Linked DNA regions of Sander lucioperca: region 1 is linked to region 2. A link is a contact called in public Hi-C data. All regions are on one chromosome and are shown on one strand. Each heading gives the region's core, a stretch centred on a gene start, on an enhancer-like site or on the middle of the called end of the contact. The rest is flanking DNA. Distances are from core to core; before and after follow the strand shown.

Region 1 (3,707 bases), core at 480-2,979, 210 kb before region 2:
TGAGTTTCCTCAAGGATGAGTAGTTGACTCAGAGTTTAGGACAAACTTGATCATAAATGGAAATTAAACACTATATTAACAAAATAAGTAAACTTTAAAAAAGGCAGCTGTTATTTAAAAACTGTACTCAAAAACAGAAAGCAATCACACAATAATATTGCAACTGGGATTAATACAGTATGCAGTGCCTGTTCTACATTTTCTGTTTAGCAGGGTAATTCAGGGTCATTTTCCACTCAATTTCACTCTCTTTTTTTCCCCCCTATCAAACCAGGCTCCTTCTGTTCGTCTCCTGGGAAGGGTGTTGCATCAGGCCAGTGTGCTGCAGGGTACTACTGCGTCTCTGGAGCCTGGTCACCCACACCGGAGGATAGAGGGACGACAGGTGACAGATGTCCTGAAGGTCATTACTGTCCCCAGGGCTCGTCAGCACCACTGCCTTGTCCCATAGGACATTACAGCAACAAAACCAGAAACAGTTATCTCTCCGACTGCCTGCCTTGTCCTCCAGGTTGGAACTAATTTATGTTGCGCACATTAGCGTTTAATTGTGTCATTTATCTGCCAGAAGATAAAGCTTCTATTACGTAACTTGATTTATTGCGGAATAATCCCTTCAGTGTTCCTTTTGTTTTGTAGGTTTCCTGTGTGTCACCAGAGGGCTCTCTTTCCCTTCTCATATCTGTCCAGCTGGCTCTTACTGTCCAGGCAGGGAAAACGGCAGCCAGTTGGCAGCTATACTCTGCTCACCTGGAAACATGTGCCCACCTAGATCTGATAGACAGATACCCTGCTTGCCAGGGACCTATCAGGGTTTACCTGGACAGGTGAGGAAGATGAGGATAAACAGTCTGCTAATATTCTGACATATCCTACAGTCCAAAAGGCAAGGTAGCACCTACTACTGTATATTATGCAATCAGAATAACCTTCAATAACTGCACTACTGTCTTAATGAGTATATGGCTTGATATACTGGACTGAAAAATATGTTTTACTCTAAAACTGGATCCAAAATAGTGCTATTGACTAACTGTATATGACCTATAAAAGATGGGTTTTTAACATATCGTAGCTTTATTCTGGGGAAAGTTATAGCTCTCCTGAAAGCATCTTCCCCATCTGTGTGCACTGTATACAGTTTTTAGTTTCACTTTTATCATCAAAGTGTTCATGTCTGTTGATATTCGTGAACATCTGTAGTCATAATTTTGTATTAAGTCTGTGTAGAAAAAATGATGTGCGCAATGTACCCCTCCACAGGCAGAGTGTGTTCAATGTCCAGTAGGATTTTACTGTGCAGGCTCAGTGGATGCTGACACTGGGCATGTGTCTGGTACTCACACCCCCACGCTGTGTCCTAAAGGACACTATTGCCCACCAGGTAGGATACAATAGTCCAGCTATTCTTACACACTCTTGACAAATGTACAATGTTACGAGATCATTTTATCAGATATAAATGGAAGTGGAACACAAATGATGCTGCAGACTCAGTGAGATTGATTAATTAACTAAAATGTGTTGTATTGCATGCACAATGTTGTTGAATATTGCTCTTGTTATATGTGTACTCCTGATTAAGTGGCTGTAGCAGTAAATGGCCTTCTAATTATGCAAATGGCCATTATAGGGCATAATCAAGATAATGACGGCCTTTATAAACTGTTCTGTGATGGTTAGTCCTGGACCATCTGTAGATATTATGTGCTATCTGTCTACAGGAACGCAGTCTGGTGTAGCATACCCCTGCCCAGCTGGTACCTTCAGCAGGCAGATGGGGTTGTCCACTAAGTTGGGCTGCGAGCTCTGCCCTCCAGGGAGATATTGCAGCTCCTCTGGACTGGCTGCTCCCACTGGGGTCTGCTCTCCTGGGTAAACACATGCTACTGAACACATCCTTCATCATGTTCACACTCATGTAGACTATGAAAGATATGACATCCTGTTTCGGTTTAATTCTGTCTCCCTTGTCTATAATTAAACCTCCCTTATGCTTTGTCTCCCTCTGTCTTTCTCATCTATCACTTCATATATCCTGTATACCCTTCCCCATTGTCTCTGTCTCCATCATCTCGCTGCCCCTAGTTACCTATGTATCCACGGTTCTGTTTCTGCCCAGCCAGAGGAGGGCCCAACAGGGGGACGCTGCTCTGCAGGGTCCTATTGCCCTCAGGGTACAAGCTATATGGTTCCTTGCCCTGCAGGCACCTTCAGCTCCGTAGATGGTGACAGACAACACTGAATAATTAAACTATACACTGTTGCTGACATTTGAACATAATGGGCTAACTTAACTGGAGTTATTGGCAATGTTGGTGGACATTTTTGAAATCAATGAAATAATTTGCCACCCTCCTCCATCAGAAAACAATCACTGAAGTGAAGTGGAATTATTTCACTTGACCCATATTCATTCACTTTTTTATCATTTAGATAACAAGGCAAACATATGAGTTCTATTTCTGTTGTTCCAGGGGCAGTTTCTATCGAAGTGTGTCAGCCCTGTTTGCCTGGTCATTACTGCGCTGAGGTTGGCCTCTCCTCCCCATCTGGGCTCTGCAACCCAGGCTTCTACTGCGTAGAGGGATCCAGAATGGCCACACCTTGGGGTAATACCACAGGTAACAGGCTGATTCGTCTTGCCCCTGATGTAGTGTTAATAAATGCATGGTAACATGCAGATTGGTTAAATGGTATTTGTAATGTATAAAAACAGGGTAATCTGACACAAGCTTGAAAAACACTCTGCTGTGGACCATTTTCTCTCAATGCACTCCTGCTTGTATTTAACATTTTCATGACCTTTGACTCCACAGTGCTGGAGAGGTCTCCACTGAACATTTACCAGTCCCCATTGCTTTCTCTTTATAGTATTTCTCTTCCTGGGATTGCAGAAAATGGCTCTGGCCTTTTAGTTCACTCACTAACCTAATGAGTAATGACATCCAATAAAGGTCTATTGTCTCTGTTACAGGAGATATCACATCGCCATCCCCACTTCCTGGCAATTCAACCCTGGGTCAGTCCCATGGTGATGTGTGTCCGGCAGGCCACTATTGTCCTAGAGGGAGTGCAAATCCAAGCCCCTGTCCTCCAGGTAGAAAACCAACATAGCCAGACAGAGCTCTGTAAGAAGTGGAAATTATTTCTGTTAACATGTATTATGAACATGTTGCTACACAGACTATTTAAATGTCCTGTCATTTCCCTGATTCAGCCATTGGTCTGACCTCTTGCTTTTTATTACACTGCCTCCAAAGGTAGCGTATAGTGCAATAAAGCCCCCAGAGGTACAATATAATGACTTAATCCAACCAAAACTTTAGAGGTGTTGTAAAACCTAATGGGAGCCCAAAAATCATAATGGTCAGCTACAGGGTTCATACGTTTTGAAAAAACCTGGGAAAGTTATGGAATTAAAAAAATGCAAATTCCAGGCCTGGAAAGGATTTGGAAACACAAAAAGACCCAGAAAGTTTAGGGAAAGTCATGGAATTTCTTTTTTTAACACAGCATAATAATATGTGATTAATAAATGTATTTCACGTTGTCCTAACCTCAGCGTTCTATTCGGGGCACGATATTACGAATCCCGCTATGAACCACATAAATTGTTATTCATTTTATTGTTAAACCTCTGAGGGTAAACTTTAACACAGATTTTTATTTTTATTGTATAATGTCGACTGACATTTTCAGGAATA
Region 2 (3,528 bases), core at 818-3,317:
CCACGTAACACGCTCACCTGGACTTTCATTCTGCAGACCCTGTAAAACAGGAAAAGAACGATAAAATAGAATGTTTAAAAATAACTACCTACCTAGTCATTACAGTACTTACTGTACATCACCTTGTTCTTTCTTAAATCAAAAGGACAAGATAGACAACAAGAAGTGGTGAATATGTGCTCTGTGTGTTTGTGTGATGTGTTGAGAGGGATAGAGATGGCAAGAGAGAGAGCCAGAGTCAGAGAGACAGACAGACAAATCGAGGGACAGACCAAGGCACAGACAGAGAGAGAGAGAGACTGAGACAGACAGAGAACATGAGAAGAAGTGCAACTGTACTTGGGTGACTTTGTGTGCATTGTATTTACCAAGGAAGGCTGAAGTGGTGGGTTTGTGTTGATTGTAGTCTTGTTGACTTTTGTCCTGCACGGTTCATCCAAGGCAGCAATGTAGCAATCAGCAGTCTCCATTGCTTTTTGCTGGACTTCAACATCAATGGACTTTAGATCCTTCACTATCTCACCTGAAGATATATTTGACTGTTTACAGCCTATGCTCACATATTCAATATATATATATATATATATATATATGAAAAAAAATGAAAAAATAAATATGAGCTGTATAGTAACGAAGTCGAACTACTTCACTACTCTACTTAAGTACTAAAAGGCTGTATCTATACTCACTGGAGTATTATTTTTTTCTCCTACTTCTACTACTTTTACTTGAGTACATATTTTCGATTAATAAAATACTTTTACTCCGATACATTTTTTATGTGCTGCATCGTTACTCGTTACTGTTGTGAATTCCTCACGCTACGGAGACTTGTGTAGGTTACAGTGTGTGTAGTTACGGCTACGTTAATTACGTGTAATATTATTTGTAATTTACGTAATTAACGTTTTCATTTTTTTTTTACTTGATTGAAGTTTCATACATATTTTCCTAATTCTAACCTAGCTACTTGCATTTATTACCACATACAAATTACCATATACAAATAACGTTACAACTTTCCAACAACTTCATCAAAGTGGACATGATCATATAGGCTACAACAAAATAGCTAGCTAGCTAGTCCCAAGTATGGTTGCATGAAACAGTAACGTTAACGTCATTGTACGTAACGTTAGCCTAAGTGGTAACGTTAATGTCTAACTTTTAGCTTTATAAAAACAATGGACTTTTAGCTTTATAAAAACAATTGACTGTCTGAACTAACGTTACAACAATAATTTGAGTGAGTTGGTAACGTTACGTTAACTTAACTTACAGTAACTGTTTCTACAGTAGCTGGTAAAACAATACCTGACCCGATTGTAAAGCTATTTAGCAAACTAATACATTCATTTTGCTCCCCTTGATTCTGGCACAAGATAACGTTAGCCATTTTTAGCGTTAAAAAGGTTCACCGCTAGCTATATTACTCACTTATTTTATCAACATTCTTCAAAAAACTCTCGAAGTCTTCAAGTTTGTCCATCATGCTTTTGCCTTTTCAAGCCTGCTTTTATTATTTACTAAGATACGTAGCTAGCTCTATTTTGTCTTAGCTAGCTAACGCTAAAATTTCTTCACACGGACTTTCAGTCAGAAGTGTCAGCGTTGAGTTACCATAGTGACGTGATGCTTTCATAAGCCGCTCGTAAACTCCTGTACTAAACTTAAAACTGCACACGATGTCATTAACGTTATGCCACAGTAGTAGTAATGCGTAGAAGATAATAATTACAGTAAAGAATAACTGAATTCAGTGAAGTTGTTTTGTTGGTCGGTTTGTACCCATAGACTGTATAAAATAGGTTGTAACCTACCGTCTATGGTTGTAATGTTGTATGCAGTACAAAGACTAACAAACAAAACTGTTAACGTTTTTTAAAAAAAAAAAAAAAAAAAAAAAGCTTATAAAACAAAATGTATCAAGACTCGTGTCTAATCCCATTGTTTATTCTAACTGTCGATTATCTGTTTCTTAATGCCGTTTTTTTTTATCAACTAAATGTATCACTTACCACTTTATCACTTTGCCACAAGTGCACATTGTGTCGCAGAAGTATACACATCTGTTCAATGTGTGATCTTCATGACAGCACTTTAAGGCAGCACTTCTCTCGATGTATTTGGGTGGTCATATTTTTTTCCTCAATCCAAAAAAACAACAACAAAGCTATGCACAGACATAAATAATTGCATGGCTGCCATTACTCTTTGATATTTTATTCATTAAACTGTAAAGTGCTTCAGGGACCCCATTTCCCTGCATATATATTCTGTGCTTCCATACTGTGCTGTGAGGTTAGTAGTCCTACAGAGTGGCCAAAGCTACTGTATATCTCCTCAACACTCCAATGAACCTGCTTTTACGTTAAATGACCACCTTCATATGAGGACATCCTACACCTTGAACTTTCTCCTTCCTTTTTCTCATCAACAGATCAACACTGCCTCCTTGTGGTTAAATGCACATAAAGAGACACAGCTTTGCAAACACATTTCGAAAACCATCATCATTATATAGTAGATGAACATTCAATGATGCCATAACTTTGGGAAGGAGTAAGAGATTGCCTATCTTAATAAAAATGTAAAGATACACAGTGAGAAGAATTAGGCTATAGCCACAAAATCAGTAGAGGAAAAACAGCTTTTAATAAGCCTCATCAGCTGAAGAGTCACACATTCTGGATTTGTATATTAAAGTCTTTATAGAGAGAGTGTCATTAGCATGTTGTGGTCTATTGCATTTTTCCATTGAGTCCTTCCTTGAGTCCGTCCATGTGACATTGTTGTTATCGATTCCATTTGTTTTCAAAGCCAAGCGAGTCAGTTCATTTTTGCAATGTGAGCGGGAAAACACATTTTATTGACACAAGAACAATGAATGTATTTACATTGTGTAGGTAATAATCAACAGTACATTATTTGAAAATGCCAAAATGTCACATACCGGACTGTCACTACAGGGTCTGGGAATTAGACAAGTGAAATGTTTGGCATCTTTTTCTTCTCGTAACCAGGCTGTGACTCCTTGCATTCTGTGCAGAAAAGTCATTAAAGGCTGAGTGATGGAATAACCCAGAGGGGCCCATCAGCAGAGGAACATTATTATTATTGCATATATTATTATTATTATTATTATGGTCTGACTCCTTTGGACCGGTGCCAGCAACAAAACAAAAGAACCACAAGTACAGGAAGATAGTACTTTGAGTTACAGAAGCACATAGTGGCTAATACAGCTCTAATAAAACTAAGAAAGATGGCTGATGTCTTCAGCGCTCTTGAATGGTAATGCAGTTTCAATTTCATCTTTTAAACAATGGAAATTGTCAGAAATTACTGATTGTCAACAATTGGGATTTGTTGTTGTTGTTGAGATATGCACTAAGACATCCTTGTAGGTGCAGCTGTAGCGGGTTGGGCTGTGGTTTTTGCAAGAATCAAAGTCCCTAATTTAAAGTCTCTCTAATTGCGAAGGTGTTGCAAAACACAAAGATTTGTTCTAAATGCCAAAGTACATGC

What was found. A called contact is a pair of places that touch in the nucleus more often than the background predicts.
Region 1: a Hi-C map of muscle shows a contact between it and region 2, with 4 times the contacts expected there. The contact joins the promoter of LOC116048011 here to the promoter of ttc12 in region 2. A contact is called at or near these places in 2 of 2 Hi-C or Micro-C datasets (liver and muscle).

The regions. Positions count from the first base shown.
Region 1 is chr5:2,660,346-2,664,052 of SLUC_FBN_1.2, reverse strand. It overlaps LOC116048011 (zonadhesin-like), which reads left to right and starts at 1,729. Exons shown (of 57, transcript XM_036001231.1): 1 at 1,729-1,875; 2 at 2,089-2,228; 3 at 2,478-2,624; 4 at 2,978-3,100. The coding sequence starts at 1,778. LOC116048013 (zonadhesin-like) reads left to right here. Exons shown (of 41, transcript XM_036001514.1): 39 at 275-511; 40 at 640-827; 41 at 1,264-1,398. The coding sequence ends at 1,398.
Region 2 is chr5:2,455,212-2,458,739 of SLUC_FBN_1.2, reverse strand. It overlaps ttc12 (tetratricopeptide repeat protein 12), which reads right to left and starts at 2,067. Exons shown (of 21, transcript XM_036001577.1): 1 at 2,019-2,067; 2 at 369-523; 3 at 18-39. The coding sequence starts at 470.